Regions from separate parts of the Sus scrofa genome. Here regions 2 and 3 are each linked to region 1. The links are chromatin contacts, called in public Hi-C maps. All regions are on one chromosome and are shown on one strand. The core of a region is the stretch at or near the end of the contact, and the rest is flanking DNA. Distances in the headings are between cores, read along the strand shown.

Region 1 (2,700 bases), core at 179-2,678:
TTTGAGGTCAGCAGTGTTTTGTTTTTAATGAGGCACAGTTGCAGGTCTCCAATTGAGTGCCACAAGGGAGCAAGACATCTGAGGGCATCACCTTGAAGGAAAAGAACACTTCATCTAGATGAAGTTTTGGCACCTCTTTTAAGCAGAAAAGCTTAAGGAGTTAGAATAGTTAAAAAGAATAATTCATGTGTTTCAGTTGAAAGAATAAAATATTAAAAATAAACTCCATCAGCAATTAAAGTGAAAATAATGTAAAACTGGATTCTGTGTTTCTTTCTTTTGAGGGGAGAAGGGATGAGGGAGAAAGGATGGGAAAAGAGCTACACTCTTGCTTTTTCCTTATTCTTTTGTATAATATGTAACATGCCTCTTCTTTTAAGTTTTCTTTTCACTCGTTACATGAAAGCCTAAGTGTCAGAAAGAAAGCAGTCTCTTCTTGTATCCATCCGGAGTAAAATGGAGAGGAAGGAGGGAAAGATACATGTGTCAGTTTTGTGGTGTCCTACTTAAAGAGGGCAGCAGTGTTCGAATAAAAAGAGTTAATAGGCTCCCTGTAACTATGAATCAGCTAATGCTAAAAAGTGTTGAGGTTTCATCTGCTTTACACCAGACCCAACCTGTGCCTACAGAAGCTACACTCTTGAGAATGCTCTGTTCGCTTTTAAAACAAAATGTCCCTCTACAATCTTGGGTTAGGTGAAGCGAAAGTCAAAAGCAGCCTGAAACTACCTCTGGCTAGTAACTGAGGGTCTTCTGGCCCATGGAGAGTACAGACGATCGGTAACCCCTCCTTACGAAGATCCGGGAGGAGCATCCAATGAGTTGAGTTAACAAAGCACACACAGACCCACAGTGTGTCTTTGCCCCTATACCTTAAATGGATGTAGGACATGGACTTACAGGTGAAGTCTTCCGAGTTTGGTGAACTCCTGGGAAAGGAGTGGTAGGGAGGAGAACCAAACAAAGTCACTACGTTTTAATTTTCTGAGGTCACTTCTAGGGACTCAACCGCAAACGCCTTCGGGTAGCGGAAAGCGGGCCCCGCGGCGGCCGACAATGGTCCAGCCCCGATCTAGCACTGTTCGCTCCCGAGAGGAGCGCGTGGGCCAGAACCCGCCGCCCGAGGTCGCCTCCAGGCTTGGCCCCGCCCCCGCCCGCCCCCGACGACCCCCGGAGGCAGCGCAGGCAGGAGGAGCTGCGGGCGCGCGACTCACATGTGTGGGTTCCTCCTGAAGGCATTGGTGATGTCCTTTACCACCCTTTGCACCAGCACCGCCACTTCTTCACTCGTCTCGGCCATGTTGGTGGCGGCAGCGGCGGCTCGCGCGCGCCTCCGGGAGAGCGCCGAGCCGCCCGCGGGAGTTCCGCGGGGAGCGCGCCCGTGTGCGCCGGTTTGGCTGCGCCCCCGACCCCGCTCCTCGGCCGCCGCGGAACACTTCCGGGTCAGCTACCCTCCCCCTCTCCGCACCGGGGGTGTGGTCCCTAGTGGGGCTCCGGTGGTTGGCTTGGTCCCGGACTTCCCAATTATTGGAGGAGATGGTGCTGCTGGTTTATTTACAGTTACTTCAGGTCGCTGTTGTACACATTTTGTTTTAATTTCTAGTCCACTTGGGGCTGAGGAGGGAGGGGTCCTAAGATCACTCCAAAGCCGGAGACTGGCCTGAACAATCCTCTCTCAGCTGTTCAGGAAACGAGCCAGGTCCCAGAATGCTCCGAGAAAGTTTAACCAAGAGTGAGAGCCCTGTTAAGCAGTTAGTCCCTTGGCACGGTATGAGAGCTTGTCTCTATTTTCTTAGTTGGAGAGATGAGGCCGCTCAGAGACGCTCTTGGTGGAATGAGTCCCAATCGGACCTTCTTGGTAACCTCATTTTGTACCTGCCTGCCGGTTCTGGCCACTGGGCAACTCTTTTCAAAAAGTTAATTTTAAAAAATTACTAAATGGATTAAAGGAAGAAAAAGGAGAATAAAGAAAAAGTTCTTTGCTGTCATGTTGAAAGTAGAAGTACAAAGCTGTTTTTCAGATCTGGTGTCCTTTGAATGGTGCCTGTTAATTTTGGAGTTAAAAAAACAAGGCCCGGTTAAGGTTTGTTCTTAATAACTATTTACCCTGCTACAAATAATTTTTATAAGAAAAACTGGCTTTCTATTCCGTTTGGATTTTGAAATGCCATAAATCAAATTTTCGTATATCAGATTTTCTTTCAACCTTCTCTGTTAGAAAAATCTGGCTGCTTTTGGTTCAGTTCCTTTTACTTAAATCCTTGAAGTGTTATCTTTTAAAAACTTTTTTTTTTTTTAAATGCAAGTTTAATGTGAATGTATGTGGAGCATTTGAAGTAGAGTTGGTGGTAGTGAAAGTAAAAACCATACACAGGAGGCAAAATTGTAAAGCAATGAATAAAAAATATAAATGAACTATATTCAGTGATTGATACTCCCTGTGGGTATGTTTAGAAAGGCAAGACCTGCTGTATCGACACTGGTCTTCTGGTTTTTAAAAGAGATAGAAGTTGCATAAAATTGTAAAAAGCAAGATGGAACATGTTTTAGTCAGGTCAAACAAACCCTAACTTGTTGGCAAATTCTCAAATGAGGCAGTAGATTGAATTCGTTTTTAGATTCCAAGCCCAAAGACAACCTCTAATGTCCTAATTACTCTTAAAATGTGATACCAATTCTGAAATGTTTTGAGTTCACTGA
Region 2 (3,023 bases), core at 157-2,656, 64 kb after region 1:
GGCTTAGCTGTGGCCATCAGTAAAATAGGGGCCTAAGTTTACCACAGTTGCCCATCACAGGCCACAGAAAAGCACTTGGTAACTGTATGTAATAAAATTTTTGAAAACTGATCCAGAAGAGCACTTCACTATTTATAGGAGTGCTGTATTAAATCTTTTGCAAACTAGAGAATCTATTTGTAATGTGAAATACCTCTTAATTTACGTTTTTATGTTTGAGTTTTTGGAGTACATGTGGTTTTCTTAAAGTAAGAAACTTCTGGAATTTATGGAAATGCAGAAAAACCTAAGGTAATAAAATGTAATACTCATTTCTTAGTTCACTCCGCACTCTTAAAATGATTGCATGCACTCAGCACTATGCCAGGCAGTGGGATGGCCATGATTAAGTCAGTTAATGTCCTTAAGGTGCTCAGCTGAGGTTGGGGAGGAGAATTCTGGTGTGCTAAATATTTTTTTCTTGGAAACTCAAAAGCAGAATAAGCACAAGGCAGTTATCCAGTGATTTCTTGATAGCAATGCCATAGATAATCTTTTTGAAACCTCCTTCATGCACATAACTCAAAACATAATAATGTGATGAATTTGTCTTGTTACAACATATCAAATTAAAACATGGAGATCTTGGCAAATCTTTGGAAGCTGAATGCCTTGGAGCACTAACCTGTACCTAGAGCTTGGGTCTTTTAGCCATTTCAGTCCAAAGGGACTTCAGGTTCTTGTGTCCATTTCACCACCTCCTGTACAGTCTCCTCCTCTACTTCGTTTTTCACAGCAAGAAACTCCTGCTCAGAAAGGTTGAGAAAGCAACTGAAGTTGGAACCAGCCAAGCTTTTTTACCCTTAGATTTTTGACTTGCTAATTGATTCTGCTCCTCCTCTTCTCAGAAAAGCTATATAGAAATGACATGTTTTAGTAATCGGGGGGTGTTCTCTTGCCCCCGTTTAGTCAAATTTATATAACATGTAAGCAGAAAGTGTGGTGGCAACAGATGAATGGTAAAAAGAAACTTCACCAAGGACAGCTCGAACAGACCTGCTCTGGGCTTAGGTTCCTTTGCTGACCTGGTGCTCTGTCTTACACCCCCCGCCCCCGGCTCTAAGGACTAGGCTGAGAGGAAGGTGAAACTACAGATCCCAGGATGCAGTTGTCCCTCTTAACTTCTTTGTAACCTGATCAATCCCCTCATAGCATTCTGGGATATGTAGTTTCTTTTTTATTTTTTGTCTTTTGCCTTTTGTCCTTTTAGGGCTGCAGTCGCGACAGACGGAGGTTCCCAGGCTAGGGGTCAAATCGGAGCTGCAGGTTTCTTTCTAATTGGTATCTGCTCACACAGCCTAGGAAACCAGGACTGTTAGGTTGCAGGGTTCCGCCCCTCTATTGACTCCGCCCCTTCCGTTGACCTCGCTCCTGGTTGCTTAGGAGATAAGAGACTCTGAATCTTGGTCTGTGTCCGTGCAGGGAGCAGGATAGTGCAGAGGGAAATCCTATGAAATCTGTACCAGGAGGGCCACCATGGAGAGCTCTGACAGTTCCTGTCGGGACTGGTGCAGCGGTAGGCAATACAGGTTTGAACTTGGACCCACGGACTTGACAGAGCGCAAGGGCTCCCTAACCCTCCGCTCCCATCACAAGAAATACTCGAAGCCAGTGTTGGTGTATTCCTGGTGAGCAAGCTTTTTTGCAGTTCCTAGGTGTTAGGAGAGGATGAAGAAGGGAAGGGAATGGGGGAGGAGAGGAAAGGAGAGTAGCAGAGAGAGAACAAGTGTGGAGAGGTTAGACTAAACAGAAGAGGAAAATGTGAAGAGAGGAAAGGAGGGTAGCAGAGAGAGAACAAGTGTGGAGAGGTTAGACTAAACAGAAGAGGAAAATGTGAAGAGAGGAAAAGAGCAGAGAAAGAAAGAAAAAGCTCATATAAGAGAGATAACTGGAAGAGAGAAAAGAAAGGGAAACAGATCTTCAAAAGAGATAGAGAGAGTGGGAGTGAGAGGCAAGGAGGAAGAGATAGGAGATTCTCCAAGAGCAGCCCCACAGCATACATGGAGACTTGCTGCAGCCAGACAGAGGTCATAGATCACCCACACAGAGGGTGGAGGTGGAAGCAGGAAGATGTGGAAGCAGGAAGAAATGAATTCAACCCAACAAACATTTGTGTGTCACGCACTTTGCTGTGTGTTGGAGACTTAGAAATGGATTAAGTGGATTCAGTGAGACAGTTTATAGAAAGCATTTAATACAATGCCTAGCACAAAGCAATCAATAATATTTATGGTAACTAATATTTATTTAGGATAACATAATGGTTAAAAGCTTGGGCTTTAGGTTTGAATACCAACTCTGCAGCTTGTGATATAGCCAGTGATGTGACTGCTCTAAGCCTCTGTTTCTGCGACTGTAAAATAGGGATGATAGAATTATTGAGAGATTAAACAAGGTAGTGTATGTGAAGCACCCTTTGACATACAGCCTGGGTCATAGTAAACACAGTGTACATTATATGGATGTATTAGGCCATGGTGATTAACTTCAGTGAACCTCATAGTCCAGAAAAGGAGAATGTCAGTAAATACAGTATAATCTGATTTGTGCAAAATAGAGATAAGTATAAAAATAAAGGTAATAGGAGAGGGAGGTTAGTATGTGTGTGGTTTTCTGAGCAAGGTTTAGAGGGAGAATAGGAGCTCCATAGGTACACAAAAGAGAAGACACAAGTGCAACATAGTGGTAAAAAGCTACATCATAAGGAAATATAAATAGTTCTTTAGAATGGTAAATACAATTGATTTCATAATTTATGTATTCTGTACTTGCAAATTTATCTACTTGCAAAATTTTACTTGTAACCTCCGTATCAATACTTGTGGCACTTTCATGGTCATTTATGGTCATGTCCACAGAGACAAAAAATTTGAACCATCCTACGCACACATTCTCAGTTGATGTCAGACACTCTGCTTTCTTATTTCAACTCTCTTACTGTAAACAAGTGTTCTTCCACGGGCTATTTAGTGCCATTTTTTTTT
Region 3 (2,911 bases), core at 382-2,881, 100 kb before region 1:
GGCTACATTGACTACGCACTGACCTGGGACCTCACCACCATGAGTCTTGGGGGATTTCAGTTCTGGAATAATACATGGTACCACCTAGTCATTGTGAAGCCTGGAAGAGTAGATGACACCAGGAGTAGAAATAAAGTATCCCTTTTCCTAAGGAAAACGCCCTGCCTGTGTGACGTTGACCAAGGAGGGTACCAAATATTTCTCAGTAGGATCTTTTCGTCTTTTAAATACCACCCCTCCCATCTCTTATACACACATCTAGAGTTCATGCTACAAGAATAAACATAAAGACCATATTCTTCAGCCATAAGATTTCCAGTATTTAAATGTGGAAGAAGAAGGTCTAGTTGACATTCAAAGTTGGGGGAAAGAGAGAGGGATGTGGCCATTAAAGACCCTTCTCCTTCAGGTCAGACCAGAGATAAACAATAGAAACTGCAGTGTCAGGGCATCTAAGACCCTTACAGAGCAGGGGCTGAACAGAGGAGAGGTGTCACAGGATGGAAGCTCCCCTCAAAACCTTTCAGAAAGCCCAGAAAGGGTAACCATTACCCTCTTTCTCTGCCATGGGTCCAAAGCCACAGTCACACTTCCACATCCCCATGTCAAAAGACATGTGAGAACAGGGGGAAGTGAGGGTGAGTGAGGAGAAGTGAGAATCCCCACACCCGGCCATCCACGGGGCAGGAGCAGAACAGAGAAGGTACTCAGAGTTGCAGGATGGAAATAACAAACAGTGTCCCACAGTAAACGGGTGACAGCAAGTCGGGGCACCCGCAGATCTCTGGATTTGGAGAGCAGTTTGAGGAGCGTGGACACAATCACACACATACACAGATTCACACACATGGTATTTTACAAATCCGCACCCACCCTGCTGTCTCCCTCCACATTCACACACCAAGTGCCTCCTGCCCACTTCATCGTTGCCATCACCACACTCTTTTTCACAGTCAGCCAAGAGCTGAGGGTTCCTAGCGGGGATTCCTGGAAATGTCGTCCCCCAACACCTTTCATTCGCCATCCCCATCCCTTAGGCTCTACCTTTTACACACACACACACACACACACACACACACACACACACACTCCTGCCATGACTGTCATCAGGCCCGCCGCTGTCCCCAAAGCACTGCATTTCAGCAAGCACCGGACACCCGGCATCCCAATTCTCAACGCCTCCTTCCCCCGCCCCGTTAGCTCCGTGGCTAAAGGCACTGCCCTCTGGATGTCGCCGGCTGTCCCCTCTTATCCGCACTATTGTTCCTCGCAGCTCCTCTCGCGCCCGGGGGCACCCTTCCGCTAGGACCGGGGCTCAGTCGGGGGCAGCATCAGCGCCGGAGAGCCCCCATTCACCCACCCCTCCCTGGCGGTGGTACCTTGCTTGACAGCTGGGTCCGCGGGCCCGCGGGAGCAGGCGGCGCTAATGACAGCGTTGGTGCCAAGCCTGGGAATAAAGCTCCACTCCAGCCGCTCCTACCTCTACTGCCACCATCTTCTCCCGCCGCCGCCGCCACGACCTCAGCCTCCCTCGCCAATCTCGGGCTAGGGCTCTGCAGCCGCCGCTCGGGCCCCTTCGGTCCCGCGGCCCCACCCCCTTCTCCCCACCCTCCCGCCCGCCGCCCGCCCCTCGTGACGCGCGCCGGGGCCGAGCCGGCCGGCTGGAGAGGGAGGGTGCCCCGGGGAGCGCGCGCGCGCACGCCGCGTGCTAGGAGCGCCCTGCCTCCCACGCCCACCCGCGCGCACGCGCGGCGCGCGAGCCCTAAGCAGTTGGGCGGTGTCCTCCACGCGCCGCCTCTGAAGCGCCCCGGTCCCGACGCGGGTGGGCGTGCCTGGCTCTGCTGCCTCTTGTCGCTCTTAAGTGCCTGGCTCGGGCAGGGGCGTCTTGCAGTGCGTGGGCCCCGCCGGACCTCCTGTTCTCTCCTCTGGCTGCTGGCCGGGCGCACTGAGCGTGACGTGGGGTTGTCTCCGCGAGGGGACTGATGGGGACACCCCCGCCTCCTCGGCGGAAGCCCAGAGGGGGTTCCCCGACAGGATGGGCCGCGCTGTGGGACCACGAGGTCGGGCCGCTGCTTTGGCTCCTGAGGGGTGTTCCCTTTGCTGAGTTACTACCGAGCTTCTCTTCTTCCGGCCCTGCCTGCATTTCGCTGCCCCGCGGCTGCACAAGACCCCTTCAGAAAAGAGGGTGGCTGGCGTCTCGGAAAGCGCTGCAGTCCTGCGTTGTCGCCGCCAGGGGGCGAGTCGCTCGGGTTTGAGCTGGAGCTAAACGGGCCGCGTTTGCCGCCCTTGAGGGGAAGAGTCCGTTCCTGGGGGAAGAGCAGAAAGCTTCTGCCGGGAGATGCTCGGCTTAATTTTTCTACCTGCTTCTCAGTTCTGGTTGGTCAGAATTTAGACTGTATTTGAGCCTAGCTTAGGGCATCAGTCCCAGATATGCTTGGGAGGGAATAAGAGTGGGGGTGGGGGGGAGCCTTAGCAGCAGGAACCAGGTGTCAGGTGCTGTGCGTTAATGAAAAGCAGTGGGATAGACAGGCCTCAGGGGACTTGGGCTCTGTCGACAGCCTCACCTATAATTGGCAATGTATTATGAGCGAAATCATTTCTCTTCACAGATTTCTCAGTAATAATAAATGATATTTGCACAAAGCCTTATAGTTTGCAAAGCCATCTTCATACACATATTCTCATCTAGTAAAATGAAGATAAGCCTTGATTATCTGGAGCTCTTGGGAAAGGAATCTCTTGCTACATACACCATGTTTACATATTATTTTAACCAAAATACTGCCAGAAATCTGGATGTAGTCTGATGTATTCTTGAAGTCTTGTGTTTTAGCTTTAAAATTCATATGAATTTACATTCCACTGCGTAATGAATCTTTTTTTTTTTTGGCTTTAATAACTAATTAATAGC

What was found. Hi-C and Micro-C count contacts between places; a contact is called where the count stands out from the background.
Region 2: a contact with region 1 is called in a Hi-C map of embryonic fibroblasts, with 2.6 times the contacts expected there. The contact joins the promoter of C1H9orf135 here to the promoter of PTAR1 in region 1. A contact is called at or near these places in 2 of 47 Hi-C or Micro-C datasets (embryonic fibroblasts and liver).
Region 3: a Hi-C map of skeletal muscle shows a contact between it and region 1, with 2.5 times the contacts expected there. The contact joins the promoter of APBA1 here to the promoter of PTAR1 in region 1. A contact is called at or near these places in 9 of 47 Hi-C or Micro-C datasets (alveolar macrophages, embryonic fibroblasts, fetal skeletal muscle and 4 more) and 2 of 2 datasets of contacts at active chromatin or transcription factors (alveolar macrophages and skeletal muscle).

What each region holds. Positions count from the first base shown.
Region 1 is chr1:223,088,251-223,090,950 of Sscrofa11.1, forward strand. PTAR1 (protein prenyltransferase alpha subunit repeat-containing protein 1) reads right to left here and starts at 1,429. Exons shown (of 7, transcript XM_005654497.3): 1 at 1,215-1,429. The coding sequence starts at 1,300. It also overlaps a transcript of C1H9orf135 not described here.
Region 2 is chr1:223,152,273-223,155,295 of Sscrofa11.1, forward strand. C1H9orf135 reads left to right here and starts at 1,407. Exons shown (of 6, transcript XM_021064714.1): 1 at 1,407-1,667. The coding sequence starts at 1,516.
Region 3 is chr1:222,988,367-222,991,277 of Sscrofa11.1, forward strand. APBA1 (amyloid beta A4 precursor protein-binding family A member 1) reads right to left here and starts at 1,632. Exons shown (of 13, transcript XM_021064677.1): 1 at 1,380-1,632.